Linked DNA regions of Ovis aries: region 2 is linked to region 1. The links are chromatin contacts, called in public Hi-C maps. All regions are on one chromosome and are shown on one strand. Each heading gives the region's core, a stretch centred on a gene start, on an enhancer-like site or on the middle of the called end of the contact. The rest is flanking DNA. Distances are from core to core; before and after follow the strand shown. Region 1 holds the start of NQO2 (N-ribosyldihydronicotinamide:quinone dehydrogenase 2). Region 2 overlaps WRNIP1 (WRN helicase interacting protein 1).

The links. A called contact is a pair of places that touch in the nucleus more often than the background predicts.
Region 2: a Hi-C map of omental adipose tissue shows a contact between it and region 1, with 3 times the contacts expected there. The contact joins the enhancer-like site here to the promoter of NQO2 in region 1. A contact is called at or near these places in 6 of 16 Hi-C or Micro-C datasets (blood, hypothalamus, liver and 3 more).

Annotation. Positions count from the first base shown.
Region 1 is chr20:49,747,439-49,754,648 of ARS-UI_Ramb_v3.0, forward strand. NQO2 (N-ribosyldihydronicotinamide:quinone dehydrogenase 2) reads right to left here and starts at 3,202. Exons shown (of 9, transcript XM_060403548.1): 1 at 3,044-3,202; 2 at 2,464-2,510; 3 at 1,788-1,918; 4 at 1,493-1,570.
Region 2 is chr20:49,946,459-49,953,668 of ARS-UI_Ramb_v3.0, forward strand. WRNIP1 (WRN helicase interacting protein 1) reads right to left here. Exons shown (of 7, transcript XM_027958717.3): 6 at 6,323-6,402; 7 at 5,170-5,844. The coding sequence ends at 5,569. Among named protein-coding and RNA genes, the nearest start is that of WRNIP1, 12 kb to the right of the region's middle. Within about 2 kb of position 2,668, at least 6 of the 54 cell types and tissues checked have an H3K27ac peak or open chromatin away from gene starts, as enhancers often do.

The DNA.
Region 1 (7,210 bases), core at 1,952-4,451:
TTTTCAGAACCTGGCTGTATCAGTTCACCACTGCTCGAGTTTACCAACATAGGAGTCAAGTTACAGTTCCCCAGGAATAACACGACTGCATTCTTTTAAAGCCCAATCTCTTCTGGTTATCCACTACGAGATGTTTCAGCCATGTGGCCTAAGCTCAGAATAAGAAACTACTGTGACTCATCTTTCCTGCTAACCCCTTGTTGGCAGGTCAGTCGCTGACACACAGCTCTGCTTCCTTCCTCTCCACTGAAAACTGACACATAGATATATTAAAAAAAAAAAAAAAAAAAATCAGATCCTGAGTCCCATGGGGAGGCAGGGCCTGCATGAAGCCCGGCTTCGGTGGAAAGCCTAACAACAGAGGCTCCACCCACTGCCTGGCGGTTGTCATTCATACCAACAGTCTCTGAAGCTGCACGGAGAAGGCAATGGCACCCCACTCCAGTACTCTTGCCTGGAAAATCCCATGGACAGAAGAGCATAGGAGGCTGCAGCCCACGGGGTCACAAAGAGTCAGACACGACTGAGCGACTTCCTTTCATGCAGTGGGGAAGGAAATGGCAGCCCACTCCAGTGTTCTTGCCTGGACAATCCCAGGGACGGCGGAGCCTGGGGGCTTCCCGTCTATGGGGTCGCACAGGGTCGGACACGACTGAGGCGACTCAGCAGCAGCAGCAGCTGGAGCCGCACTGTCCTCCTTCAGGACATTCTCCAAGGTCGAGTGCCAGTTCCTTCTAGAAGGCAGCTGTAGGGATGTGTTTAAATTTTCTGTGGGAACCTCTTAAGACTAAAATATTTAAACTCTTGATCCATATTATTCTGTTTAGGCCCTTAAGGAGAAAATATAAATGTTAGTTTGAAGCAAAGAGCTTTGGGGCACTCAGCAGAGTGTAAAGGTTGAAATGCACGAGTGAAATTAATGATTAACAGTTTTAATGTCTCAGACTCATTTGTTATAAAGGAACTTGGGGGTTTAATAGGAAACAGGATACAAATGAAATATCCACAGTGATGGTTCTCAACCAGGGAGTGTTACCTCCCAGGGAGTGTTTCACAACATCTGGAGACATGTCTTGCTTGTGGCATCTGGCGGGAGGCGCTGCTGCGGAACACAGCTCGGGTCAGGACCCCCCGGCAGAGCACTCTCTGGCCCCAGATGTCAGCAGTGCCACAGTTCCCTGGTGGCTCAGATGGTAAAGTGTCTGACTACAATTCAGGAGACCTGGGTTCGATCCCTGGGTCGGGAAGTTCCCTGGAGAAGGAAAAGGCAACCCACTCCAATACTCTTGCCTACAAAATCCCTTGGATGGAGGAGCCTGGTGTCCATGGGATTGCAAAGAGTCGGACATGACTGAACGATTTCACTTTCAACGTACAACATATGTGTAAAATAACGTGAATTTTTATGTTATGAAATGCAAGGGTTTTCATGCTATGGTGCTGAACAAAAAGATGTCACAATGGGATGCATGCGTCATGCGGCATTTCTAACCATGGTCACTCCCGGGGCTCAGTCACTCAATATCTATTGATTGAGCAGCTATTATGTCCCAGGGGGTCATCCCAGAGGCTGGAGGCAAAGCAAAGACAAGATAAGCATTCTATTTTGGTGGGGCTGAAATGAACAATAAAACAAGAAAATACAAAACAAGATAATTCCAGGTAGCAGTCCACATTATAAACAACTTTTACACACGAGTGTTGTCTGGAGTTTTAATAACAAATTATTCAATTTCTAATAAATTTTTCATTTAACAAAGTTTAACTCCCCCATAGCTAACAGTCACCTGCCATGTCCCAGGAAGATGGGTATTCTTCTCTCTGAATCCTGCCGAGAGGAGGGTGTGCTGTTTTGTTAGTCCTGGGTGCAGGGGGCCCTGAGCTCTCAGGCACGGTCACTCTCAGTGATGCCAGTGACCTAGAAGAGGAAACAAATGCTGAGGGAGGTGGAGAGACATGGTGGGCAGCTCGATGTGCAGCCGTGGGCAGGCTGAGGCAGGGGAACAGCAAGCGTGAGGCAGCGTTGGGACTGGCCTGGGGAGCTCAGATAGCCTACACGGGACATGCGGTTACAACAGAGCTGGGTGGTGGGAGATTCCGTCCAAGGGCTGGGCGGGTCAGAAGTGCACGAGTGAAGACTTTATCCTGAGCCTGGCAGAAGCCCCAGGAGCATGTCCGGAGAGTGATGGGCTGCAGACTCAGGGAGCACCTTCTCCTGAGGTCCCCGGGGTCAGGGCCCAAAGACAGTCTAGTTTAGGAAGAAAAGCTTTCATTTCAGTGCTGACAGCAGGGGAGGCATCCCCTTATCTCTCTGCCTGGTCCAGTGTACCTAGTTACATCACCTACCAGGCCGCTGGAGGCCTCGGAGTTCTGACTCCTCGTGGGGTCCAATTCTCCTAGTTGTACAGAATGAGAAACTGAGGCCCAAGAAGCAGGCCACTTGTCCAGCACTTCCCTACTGACCTTGCGCCACAGCAGGGAGAGCCGTCTCCTTCCGTGAAGAGGGCGCCCTTATCAGGCAGACAGGAAAACAGAAGCGTGTCGCTGTTAAACTACATACATCACCCCACACCAAACGGACTCACACCCTTTATGCACTCTATTTCGTTCCAGCCTCCTCGACCGCTCCTCTCCCGGGCTCCCTCCATCCCCCCTGGAACCGTAAAGAGCGGCGCAGGAAGCACACACCACATACATGTCCCACTTCTTGGATTTTCTGGCTGAGATTCTCAGGGAACTAAGGTTGGAGAAGCTGAGTTTCGGGTCCTGGCACCCGGGGCAAAGGCCGAGCCGGAACCCCGAGAGCCCAGGCCAGGCCTCCGAGCCGCCTGCTCGCGGACCCCAGGCGGCCCCTTGCCGTCCGCGCGTGGCGTCAGCGCGGGCCGAGTCCAGGGCCGAGGGCAGCGGCTGGGGGCAGCGACGGGCCTGCGCACACCCGCGCCCCAGGCCTCGCAAGTGCAGGGGGAAGCTCGGGCACGCGGGGGTGGAAGCCCGCGGAGACCCTGGCCCCGGGAAGCGGCCCCCGGAGAGCGCGGACACTCACCTCGGCCAAAACGCCCGAGTACGACCGGCAGGACGAGACTTCCCTCTGGGAGAACGTCCAGCGTCCACGCCACGATCCGGCCGCGCGGACTACGCACTCACAGGCGTCGCGAGCGGACAATGCGGGCGCGCTCCGCAGGCCTGGACGCGGGGCCCTGCCGGCGGGGCCCCGCCCATGCCCCGCCCACGAGCGCCGAGGCCACGCCCCCCGCCTCTGTCCGGAGCGCAGCCCCGCCCCCGACCTGTCCGGACCTCTCCTCGCGCCGCCCCGGCATAAGCCCCGCCCACACGCCCTTCGCCCCGCCCCTACCCTGTCCTCGCCCCTGGGAGCCGGACCCGGCTCCGCTCCGAGGCAGCTGAAGGGATGGCAGTTCTGGGAAGGGGGTGCGCCGTGTCCGCCCCTCCCGCCGCCTCTGCCCCTAGGCCCACTCAGGGTCAGAGCACTCAGCCGTAAAAAGGGTGAACGATCGGGGCCTCAGCAGCCGGGGCAAATTTGCAGAGAAATACGCTGCAGGAAAATCGCCAATCCCTGAGGGTCCCCCCTGAACGATCACGTTTATGTATCATTCTCGAGATGAGATTCTAGAAACGGAGAGCAGGTTGGTGGTTGCCGGGTTTCTGGTGGGCAGGTGTGATTCTAAGGGGCCTTGTGCTGATGGGAATGCGCCGTGTGTGACCGTTCAGGCGGTGGCGCTGTTCTGTGGTCTGGCCTGACGTTCTTATTGGGGAGGCTGGGGGTAAAGGGCGCACAGGCAGGTTCAAGGCCAAGGAGATCCCCGGAAGGCAGAGAGACACCGAACTGGAGCCTGCAGACGTGTGCGGGAGGGCTTCTGGTGGGCACTTTGGGCCAATTGTCTCTTTTCTCTCTCTCTAGCACTTTCTGGCCTGCACCACCTCATTTGTAGACCCCCTGCCATTGGGACTCACTAGAGGACCCTCCCAAACTCTGCCTTGATTTCTGGTGTCCCGGGATGGCCCTTGGGGCTCTCCTGGTGGCTCAGACGGTAAAGAGCCTGCTTGCAATGCAGGAGACCCAGGTCTGATCCCTGCGTCGGGAAGATGCTCTGGAGATGTTCATGGCAACTCACTCCAGTACACTTACCTGGAGAATTCCATGGACAGAGGGTCCATGGGGTTGCAAAGAGTTGGACACCACTGAGTGACTAACTCTTTCACTTTCAGGATGGGCTGAGAGAGCGAAGGCTGGTTCCCCTTCGAGCATAACATTCCTGATGCAAACAGCTGCAGCGTCTGCAGCGTCTGGGCGGTCTGTCCGAGGCTGCCGTCTTTCTTGGGTTCATAGTGAGGACGTGGTCTCTCTATGCGTGACATGCCCTCATGCCAGCAGCAGACAGGCCACCTTATCTTGTGAGCCTGGGAGGTGCTGGGGGCCGTTTTCATTTTAGAATGACCTTTGCCTGAGGGAAAAGCTGTGGAGGCATTTCCAAATGTACCAGAATGTCCTCAAAGACGAGATCTGGCTTAGTTTTCTTCCCTCTTTCTCGTCAGACTGAGATGATGTCCCCAAATCCTCTTTGAGTCACATGAGATGATTGCAACTAAGAAAGGCGGATGCAGGGACTCCGGGGTAACCTTCCAAGGGGGGGGTGACTGACCCTGTTGTCCCTTGGGAGGGGGTTGTTCACATCTTTGGTGTCATGAGGTTGTGGTTGTTTATGCAAAGTCATGTTCAACTCTTGCGACCTCATGGACTGTATAACCTGCCAGCCTTCTCTGGGATTTCCCAGGCAAGAATACTGGATTGGTTTGCCATTTCCTCCTCCAGGGGATCTTCCCAACCCAGAGATGGAACCTGCATCTCCCACTTGACAGGCAGATTCTTTACCACTGAGCCACCAGGGTGCTGTGAGGACCAATAGGGAAAACAGCCGGGCCTCCCGGTGACTGTGGAGCCGCAGGCAACCAGGCTGGGAGCCGTCCAGACCCTGGTGTGGAGTGGAAGTGCTGGGCCGGAAGGGAGATCAAGATGCGACCCCGCCTCTGAAAACTCGCAGGTCGGGGGAGCGTCTGGGTCCAGCCGCGCTTTGATCCTAGTCCGCGAAGAGGCAGCACCATCTGGCGGCCGCGCGCGGGAATCGCAGGTGCGGAGGGGACGTCGCCCTCTGGACAAGGTCAGCTGGCCGGCGCTCCCCTGGGTCTTCAGGATGGTGAAAGCGCCAGCGGTGGATTGGATAGGGGCCCGTCTGGCGAAGAGAAATGTGATTCCCTGCTAATCTGGCGTTTACTGCACACAGGACATTGCTACTGTGAGCCTACGGAGGAGGCGGTGCTATTAAAACGAGATATGCAGATACAGCATCGACAGCAAGCATGACCTCTAAGGGTCGTAAGTGGAGTGTTCACTTCACCCCTTGCAGAGCAGAAAGAGGCTTAGGCTTCCGGCGGGTGTCGGGGGGGAGGGGGGAGGCAGTTAAGCCAGCTGCATACTTCTTTGCCTCAGTTCAGTTCAGTTCAGTTCAGTCCAGTTCAGTTCAGTTCAGTCGCTCAGTCGTGTCCGACTCTTTGCGACCCCATGAATCGCAGCACGCCAGGCCTCCCTGTCCATCACCAACTCCCGGAGTTCACTCAGACTCACGTGCATCGAGTCGGTGATGCCATCCAGCCATCTCATCCTGGGTCGTCCCCTTCTCCTCCTGCCCCCAATCCCTCCCAGCATCAGAGTCTTTTCCAGTGAGTCAACTCTTCTCATGAGGTGGCCAAAGTACTGGAGTTTCAGCTTTAGCATCATTCCTTCCAAAGAAATCCCAGGGTTGATCTCCTTCAAAATGGACTGGTTGGATCTCCTTGCAGTCCAAAGGACTCTCAAGAGTCAGCTGCCCCTTATTTTGTGTTTCAGATGAAAATTAATATTGAGGGTTACCTCAAGACTAATCGAAGTAGCTTGAACGTTTTCCTAGAGAAGTAGTTCCTTTTGGTTTTATTTAACGGCTTTTCTTTCCTCTACGAACATCATCCACCTTCTTTTGGGAAACAAACTTCCTGAGAACTCAGGTTGTGTTTGTAAATATATTTATCCACCTCTCTGCCTGGCCGCACTGGGTCTCGGCTGGGCGTATGGGATCTAATTCTCCCACCAGGGATCAAACCCCGGGCCCCTGCATTGGGAATGTGGAATCCTATCTCCTGATCACCAGGGAAGTCCCTCTAGTTAATCTTTTTTTTTTTTTTTTTTTTTATGGTGGTAAAATCTCTGTAACAAAAGATCTGTCGTTTCAACCATTGTAAGTACACAACGGTATTAATTATATTCAGTGGCATTAATTACATTCAGAATGCCATGCAATGTCACTATTTTTACTTCTGAAAATTTGTCATCATCCCAAACAGAAACTCACTAATCCTTAAGCAGAAACTCCAAACTCCCCACTCCACCCAGGCTCTGTACCGATAATCTTTCTGCTTTCCATGAACTTGCCTGTTCTCGATGTTTCATACAATTGGGATCATGCAACAGGCGGCCTTTTGCTCTGGGTTTCTTCACTGAGCACAATGTTTTCAAGGCTCATCCGTATCATGACATGCATCAGAACTTCACTCCTTTTTGCTGCTGAATAATATTCTACTTCATGCACATACCACAGTTTATCCTTCCATGTGTTGTTTTAACCTTGCATAGGTTGATGGACACTTGGGTCATTTGGCTGTTGTGAATAATGCTGAAATAATTATTGGGGCACAAGTGTCTGAGCCCCTTTTAAAAAAATCTGGGTGTATACCAAGGAGTGAAATCGCAGCATCGTGTAGTAACTGTTTTGCTTTTTAAGGAACTGCCAAACTGGTTTCCACAGTGGCTCCACTGTTTTGGAGTAGGATATGGCAATCCCCTCCAGTTTCTTGCCTGGAGAATTCCATGGGCTGGCTACAGTCCATGAAGTTGCAAAGAGTCAGACACGGCTGAGAGACTAACACGCCACGTCCGCTGCTTTACGTTCCGACTGATTTCTCTACATTTCTCATCATCTGCTATGTTGCTTTTCTTTGTATTATTGTTTTAGCTGCGCTGATGTTTTTCCTAATGTCTCACTGTGGTTTTGTTCAGCATTTCCCTGGTGACTAATGATGTTCAGAATCGTTTCTTGTGCTCACTGGCCATTTGTTTACCTTTGATGAAATAGCTATACAAATCCTTTGTCCATTACGTAATTGG
Region 2 (7,210 bases), core at 1,418-3,917, 200 kb after region 1:
GGGAACTTGCAGGCTGCAGGCTGGAGGACATGCTTCTTGCTCCCTGGTCAGGAGCTATGTCAATAAAACTCCTGGTTCTCAGTGGAAGTCAAAAGTTCATCAAAATGGCCAGGAGCACAGAAGTTTAGTTTCTCGAAAAATCTCTGTCTTCCTTGGGCCTAGCTGGCCCCATGGAACGTCATGAGAACCAGTAAGACACCCTTGCCAACTCCGACCGGCAGCCAACCCTCCGCGGTGCAGGTCTGGCCAGCACAATGTACACGAGTCCATGTCCAGGCGGATCATTTCAATGAGCCCCACGGGGGAAGCCAGCCGCTGCGGTGGGAAGGGGCGACAGAGGCAGGCAGGCCAGCCCAGGCGCCTTGGGGACTGGGGGCAGGCTGGTCGGCCTCCCTAGTCACCGAACGTGGTCAGAGCCAGGAGGAAAAGACAAAGGAGAGCGCAGGAGGGAGGCAGCAGGGTGCAGGGAAGACACCCTGTGTCTGGAAGAGCCTGTTGGCCACCAAAAACTGCTTTCTGGATTCTCAAGTGTGGTCTGCAGGGGCCAGCAGAGGAAGCATCACCTGGGGACCTACTAGAGGTGGACCCCGCCACAGCTGGGCTGGACTGGAATTCTGGGCTCCAACGGGCTCACCAGTCTGAGAACCATTGGCCAGGCGGCTGAGCACTCAGGCTACCTGGGTTCCAAGCCGTCTCTGTGGCCCCGGGACAGTCACTCAGCCTCCCTGAGTCCCAAGTTCTGCCCTGGATAAAAAACAGACGCGGCTCAGATGGTCACCTGAGAAGCATATGATAAAACACTTTCAACAACGCCAGACACACAGAAGGCAGCACGCCTGTGTACAATGATTGCTGTTTTTCAGCTGCTCAGTCGTGTCCGACTATTTTCAACCCCATGGACGGCAGCATACCAAGCTGCCCTGTCCTCCACCATTTCCCAGAGTTTGTTCAAACTCATGTCCATTGAGTCAGTGATGCCATCCAACCATCTCATCCTCTGTTTTCCCCTTCTCCTCCCGCCTTCAATGGAGAAGGAAATGGCAACCCACTCCAGGATTCTTGCCTGGAAAATCCCATGGACGGAGGAGCTTGGTGGGCTACAGTCCACGGGTTGTAAAGAGTCGGACACGACTGAGCGACTTCACTTCCACTTTCCCGCCTTCAAACTTTCCCATCATCAGGGTCTTTTCCAATGAGTCGGTTCTTCCCATCAGGTGGCCAAAGTATTGGAGCTTCAGCTTCAGCATCAGTCCTTCCAATGAATATTCAGGACTGATTTCCTTTAGGATGGACTGGTTGGATCTCCTTGCAGTCCAAGGGACTCTCAAGAGTCTTCTCCAACACCACAGTTCAAAAGCATCAATTCTTCGGTGCTCAGCCGTTGTTATGGTCCAGCTCTCACATCTGTACAAAACCCCTGGGAAAACCATGGCTCTGACTAGGCTGACCTTCACAATGATTCACAGGAGCCAAAACCCTGACGCGTGTCCCAGTGTCCCTGGGAGACTGTGACCACCCCTGTCCCGACTGGCCTCCCCGAGGAAGGGATGTCACGCACGGTTCTCAGCAGGTCTTCCCCGCTGCCATCAGGTGCTTCTTTGACCCCATCCTACAGAGGAAGAGAGTGAAAACAAAGACGATGACCTCGGGCAAGGTCACACAGGGGAGAAGCGGTGTAGACAGATCTGGGCCCTGGCTCTTCACCACTGGGCGCGGGGGCTGCGGGCAGGGAGGGTGGGAGAGAGTGGGACTGACGCCAGGTGAGGGGGTGGGATGCTGCCCCGAGGACTAAAGGGTGGACTGGCTTTTTACCCCGAGAGCAGGGGGAGGACGCGTGGGTGGGGCGATCAGACCCCTCCCTGGGCAGGGGAGGGCCCAGGGCAGCGCAGCCCGGGCTGGTGAAGGAGCTGCAGGAGGGGGCCTGGGGTGCAGACCGCATCTCTGGTTCCCAGAAGCCGCGTGTCACACGCAGCGCGCGGTCCCAGGACCGTGTGCGCAGCCGCCGAAAGCCGCACAGACAGTTCCAGGACCTGACCAACCTTGAGGCGAGGGAAGGCAGGCTCGGGAACAGCTGAGGCTGCCTCCGATTTTCTCACACACACTGGGAGAAACACCCAGGAGGCAGAGACTGGCGGAGCTTACCCTCCGCTGAGAACTAATGCTAAACTGGGCTCGTATTGTTTTTTTGCCACGTGGTTTGTTTTGGTTTTGGCTGTATCCCCTCCGGTACCTTTTTGGCAAAAGTCACAATTACTTTTGTAATCAGACAAATAAATAGTAACTGGCCTGTGAGGTTAACCACAAACACTGCTAACGGCCCTGGCTGAGCGTGGTCGTGGGCACCAGGCGGCCGCTAGGCTGAGACTGGTGGAGGCTGCCTCCTGGTGGACACATGGGGAGGACCGACCTGGGCTGAGAGTGGCTTATGCAGCTCAGGGACAGCTCATAGTCACTGTCACTCAACAAACACACGCTGCATGATGGGAATATAAAACCCAGCTTAAACACTGTTTAAACTACGGCCGTCTATAACAAGACCACGTTTCGCAGCACGGCTTAGCTCTGCTTCTGTCGGAGTTGTTTCTTGTCTCCGCCTTGGTCCTGCTCCTCGAGTAAGTTCGCTCCTGGGCTGTCACGGAGGTTTTCTGGGTACATTTCCTGATTGCAGTCACAGTCCAGTCTACTGCTTTGCGCATGTTGTTTGTGTCAGGCCGTCTCGCTGGACTGTCTCTCAGGGCACACCGTCAGCTGGGACTCTGCTTCTTCTGAGACACGCTCACGGTACGTCTGGTCTCAGAGATGTGTCCGTCCCACCGCACCCCCACCCCTCCAGACCCCAGCTCCCACGTCTTTAGCCGGGAGCGCCTGGCAGGTGCTGCAATGGGGGCGCCGGCGGGTCGGGGGGCAGGAGCAGCCAGGCGCCCTCTCCTTCCCCCACCCCCGACTCCGCCAACTCAGGAGTTGGGTCCTCCCCCCACACCCCCAACTCGGCCTCTGGCCTGGTCAGAGGTGCTGGTTGGCTTTTGCCGCCCTGGGCCCCTCCAGCTCCCTCCATTCCCCGCTAGGCCGTGGGACCCCATGGCTGGGAGTGGCGAGCTTTCCTTATCTAGAACGCTAGTCAGGAGAATGGGTCGAGCCCATCTTGTTTCATTTCCTCCCAAGGCCCTGCCCATCCCTCAGGAAAGGCGTCTTCAGCTGGAGAATGAGGGCCAGCACAATGCGGGAGGCTGGGGAGAGGCTGGGCCCGCGGCCACAACTGGGCGGGTCCCAGGAGAGCAGCCAAGGACTCACCCTGTCTACACGGCGGGCACCCCCAGGGCTCCGACGGCAGTGCTTGCCCTCTGCTGCCCCAGGAGGCTCTGTGAACCAGACCCAGCAGAGCTGGCGGCCTGGTCCCCTTCTCATACGGAGACTCAGGACACAAACGCATGCTGCTGGGGACGCCTGACCACCTGGCACTCAGAACGCGGGGGGCAGACATTCCCCCACCAGGGGGAGGACAGCCTGAGAGGATAAGCCCTGAAAACTCTGGACGCCAGGTTCCCACAAACGGCTCCTGGAGAATCTGATCACACCCCGCCCGGCCCGCATCCGCCCCAGTTCTGGATGAGGTCCGCTTGGCCACCAACATCTCAACCACACTTCCATCCTGTCCACGTCCACCCCGGATGTAAGGTAAGGACTTAACTCCGGTTTCAATAGCACAGGATTTTGTCTTTTGTTTCTTAATGTTCCCAACAAGGGCTCAGTGTGAGGCAGGCACTGCTTATTTATTGAATGAAAAAAACCGTCCCAGAACTCAGACTCAAGTGTCCAGACTGAACAGGTCCCCAACACACTCAGTGAAACAAATCACGGCCAACTCGGCGACCCTGGAAGGCCCGCTCAGCCTGCGGAGGGTGGGACGGGAAGGCGCCTGGCCAGGACGGCCTACTTGGGGCTTTTCAATTTACTTGAGAAAACTTTCAGGGTTTCCCGGGTGACGCCAGTGGTAAAGAGCCTGCTTGCTGACACAAGAGACGTGAAAGCAAGGCCAGGTCTGACCCCTGGGTCCCAAGATGCCCCAGAAAAGGAAGTGGCAACCCACCCCAGTATTCTCGCCTGGGAAGCCCCGTGGACAGGGGAGCCGGGAGCTACGGTCCACGGGGTCGCATGCACACGTTTCAGTCCTTACCGGGCTGCGCTGGGTCCCCGTGGCAGCATGTGGGACGTAGTTCCCTGACCTGGGGTCGAACCAGGGCCCCCTGCCTCGGCAGCCAGGAGTCTTAACCACTGGACACCATGGAAGTTCTCCAACCTTGAGTTTATTCCCGAACCATCAGGCGGGTCTGCAGGCGGAGTAAGCACATCCCCAGACTCTCGGGTGGCTTTGCTGCCCAGGACTCTGTGCTCCTTGAAGCGACCGCAGGATCTGCCTCATGTGAGCAGGTCGAGCACAGGATCCCGAGGTCAGACATGATGCACGCATGAAGCAACGGCGCCCAGGATAGGAGGGGTCCCCCCTCGGGGCAGACCACCAACAGACGAGCAGGTGGGGTGCTCCCGGAAGAGAGGGCTGCCCAACAGCAGGAGGGAGCTTGAGAAGTCAGTGAGGCAGAGCAGGACCCTGTGGTCCTTTGCCAGGTGCCGCCACCTGCTTTGTGTGCGGAAAAGCTTTAGCTAAAGGGCAAGTCTCATCAGAGAGGTGAGAGAAAGCAGAAGCAAAGGCAAACAGTCGAGGGGGACCACACAGCGGCAGGTGAGTCAGGAAGCAGAGCAGGGGCCTTGAGTTCCTTCTCCAAGGCTACAGGCAGTCTCCAGGGCTACAGGTAGTCTCCAGGGCTACAGGTAGCTGGAACCATATCCTGAGCTGGAACCTTCGCCAGGTGGCGCCAGCTGCACGTTGATCAGATTGCAGCCATGACCTACGTCACCACAATTCTGAGAACTGGCCTCAAAGAACTGGGAACCAACCAACTCTGGAACTGAAGATTAACCGTACTTAAATCAATCACGATGATGTTTCAAAATCCTTCAAAATTTTTAAAGTTGATTTTCACAGACACACAGACTTCTGACCTCTGTTACCTAGGGTCATTTTTCCTCCCGTGTTTACCCATCAGAATGTAACACTGACAGATGTTGTTGGAACCTCGGATCCCAGGTGGAAAACAGGCAAGAACTGAAGAGTACTTTGAAATAGTTTTATTGGCTCATAAGACCTTTGCATATAAAAAAAATACCCAAAACACTATGCAGTATTAAACCACAATTACATTTTTTTTAATCAATTGAAACTACCCAGAATAAACATTTTTTAAAGGAAAAGAAACCTACAGAACTCAATTTTGAAGTGACATTATGACTTAAATACTATGACAAAATAGATACCTCCTTATACCGTGAATCCATTGCACGAAGCTGCCAGAACGTTTCATGAGCATCACGTCGCACAGGGTGCAAACGAACACAACGCCACGTCACACATGCAGCCGCAGTGGCTGCGCCCCCACCGCAGAACGCTCCGCCGCTGGCGCAGAAGGCGGGCGGGACAGCCTCCGCCAGCCCCCGGCCGGTCGGCCGCCTCCGTCAGCACCGCCGCTGCTTGAAGAAGTCCACGCCCCGCAGCTCCTGCGGCAGGTACTCCTGCTCCACCGGCTCGCTGTAGGCGGGGTTGTACTTGTAGCCCTGGCCGTAGCCCAGGTCCTTCATCAGCCTGGTGGGCGCGTTGCGCAGGTGCAGGGGCACGGGGGGCAGTGGGCCCTGGTGGCTCCGCAGGCAGGCCTTGACGTTGTTGTAGGCGCTGTACACCTCGATCGACTTCGGGGCTCGCGCCAGGTAGACGACACACTGGGCCAGGAGCACCTGCGCGGGGTTGGGGGGCGCCGCCCCGGGTTAACTCTGGGAACCACCCCCCCCCCCCCCCCGCCGCGCTGACGTCCCATGGGGCCCACAGTCTGGACAAACCACGACAAGGAGGCGGCGTCCCTCCCCGAGGCAAAGCTAAACCAGACCAGTGGTTTTCTTTTAAAACTGAAAGGACTTTTTATTACATGAAATTCTTCTTGAAACCCCACCATGTAAAGCTAAGCAGGAGCTGCTCTGTCTGTGGGTGAACTTGCTTGTTTGTTCAGCTCCTCTGAGGCTCCTGCCCCCAGGAAACCCTGAGCACTTCTGAGGAGCCCACACCAGACCGTGCTGACACCAAGGTCCCTTCCCCCCAGCGTCTAAGCTTCTAGATGGGGGTCAGAGAGCCAGGCGGCCTCCTCCGCGGTCCAGGCTCCCAGAGGTCCAGGCCCGGGGAGGCGCCACCCAAGGCGACGGCACCGGGCAGGGGCCTTACCTCGCACTCGGGCATGCCTATGAAGTGACAGCCTTGGTAGGTGGCGACAGCTTGTGTCAGCGCGGACGGGTCAGCCAGGCCTGCCACACACACGGACGGGGCGAGTTAGGTCCCACCGCACACCCCCGCGCCAACCCACCACGCCTGCAGACCCTGACCGAGGAGTCATTCAGCAAGAGCTGATCTTAGCTGACTCCAGAGGTGTGCACGGGGCGGTCACTGTGCACGCTTAAGAACTATTGTTTCCTTGGAGATTAAAGCTCTGCATCCAGTAGGAAAAACAGGGGACCACGTACAGCACCCGTAAAGAGCAGAGGCCATGGAGACAGGCAGGGGATGGACACGCCGAGAACAGGGCACTGCTGACGCCACAGACAGCTAAGGCTCTGGGACCTCCTTAAAGGGGCCTGGAGTCCTCCCTTTCCATTAACATCTCGGGAGCTCTGATGAAAACCAGAACACCTGACTCCAAAGCAAAATTAAAACGCTGCTTTTATTTCAACACAGGCACTTCGGCGAGACTGTGGCCTTGGTTCTGGACTACTGCAATAACACGAAAACCAAGATAAAGTGAAAACCGCGACAAAGCAAGCTGAACGGATGCTCTGGTTCCCCGGCCTGCCCAGAGCTTATGTTAACAGTACAGTCGTGTCTAAAACACTTCACTGCTCAACCTGCTAACTGTCACCCGAGCCTTGAGGGAGCCAGCCTCTCTGCAGTGGTGACATCAGAGAGGACTTGCCACAGACCTCCAAACAAAAGCAGGACAGAGATGGGAGTGTGAATGCTGCAAGAATCGTCCAAGTACGACACGGGGACACCACGTGGGCAACTGCTGCCGACAGGGCCTCCACACGGGGTCCCACGGACCCCACGGCGACACAGGCA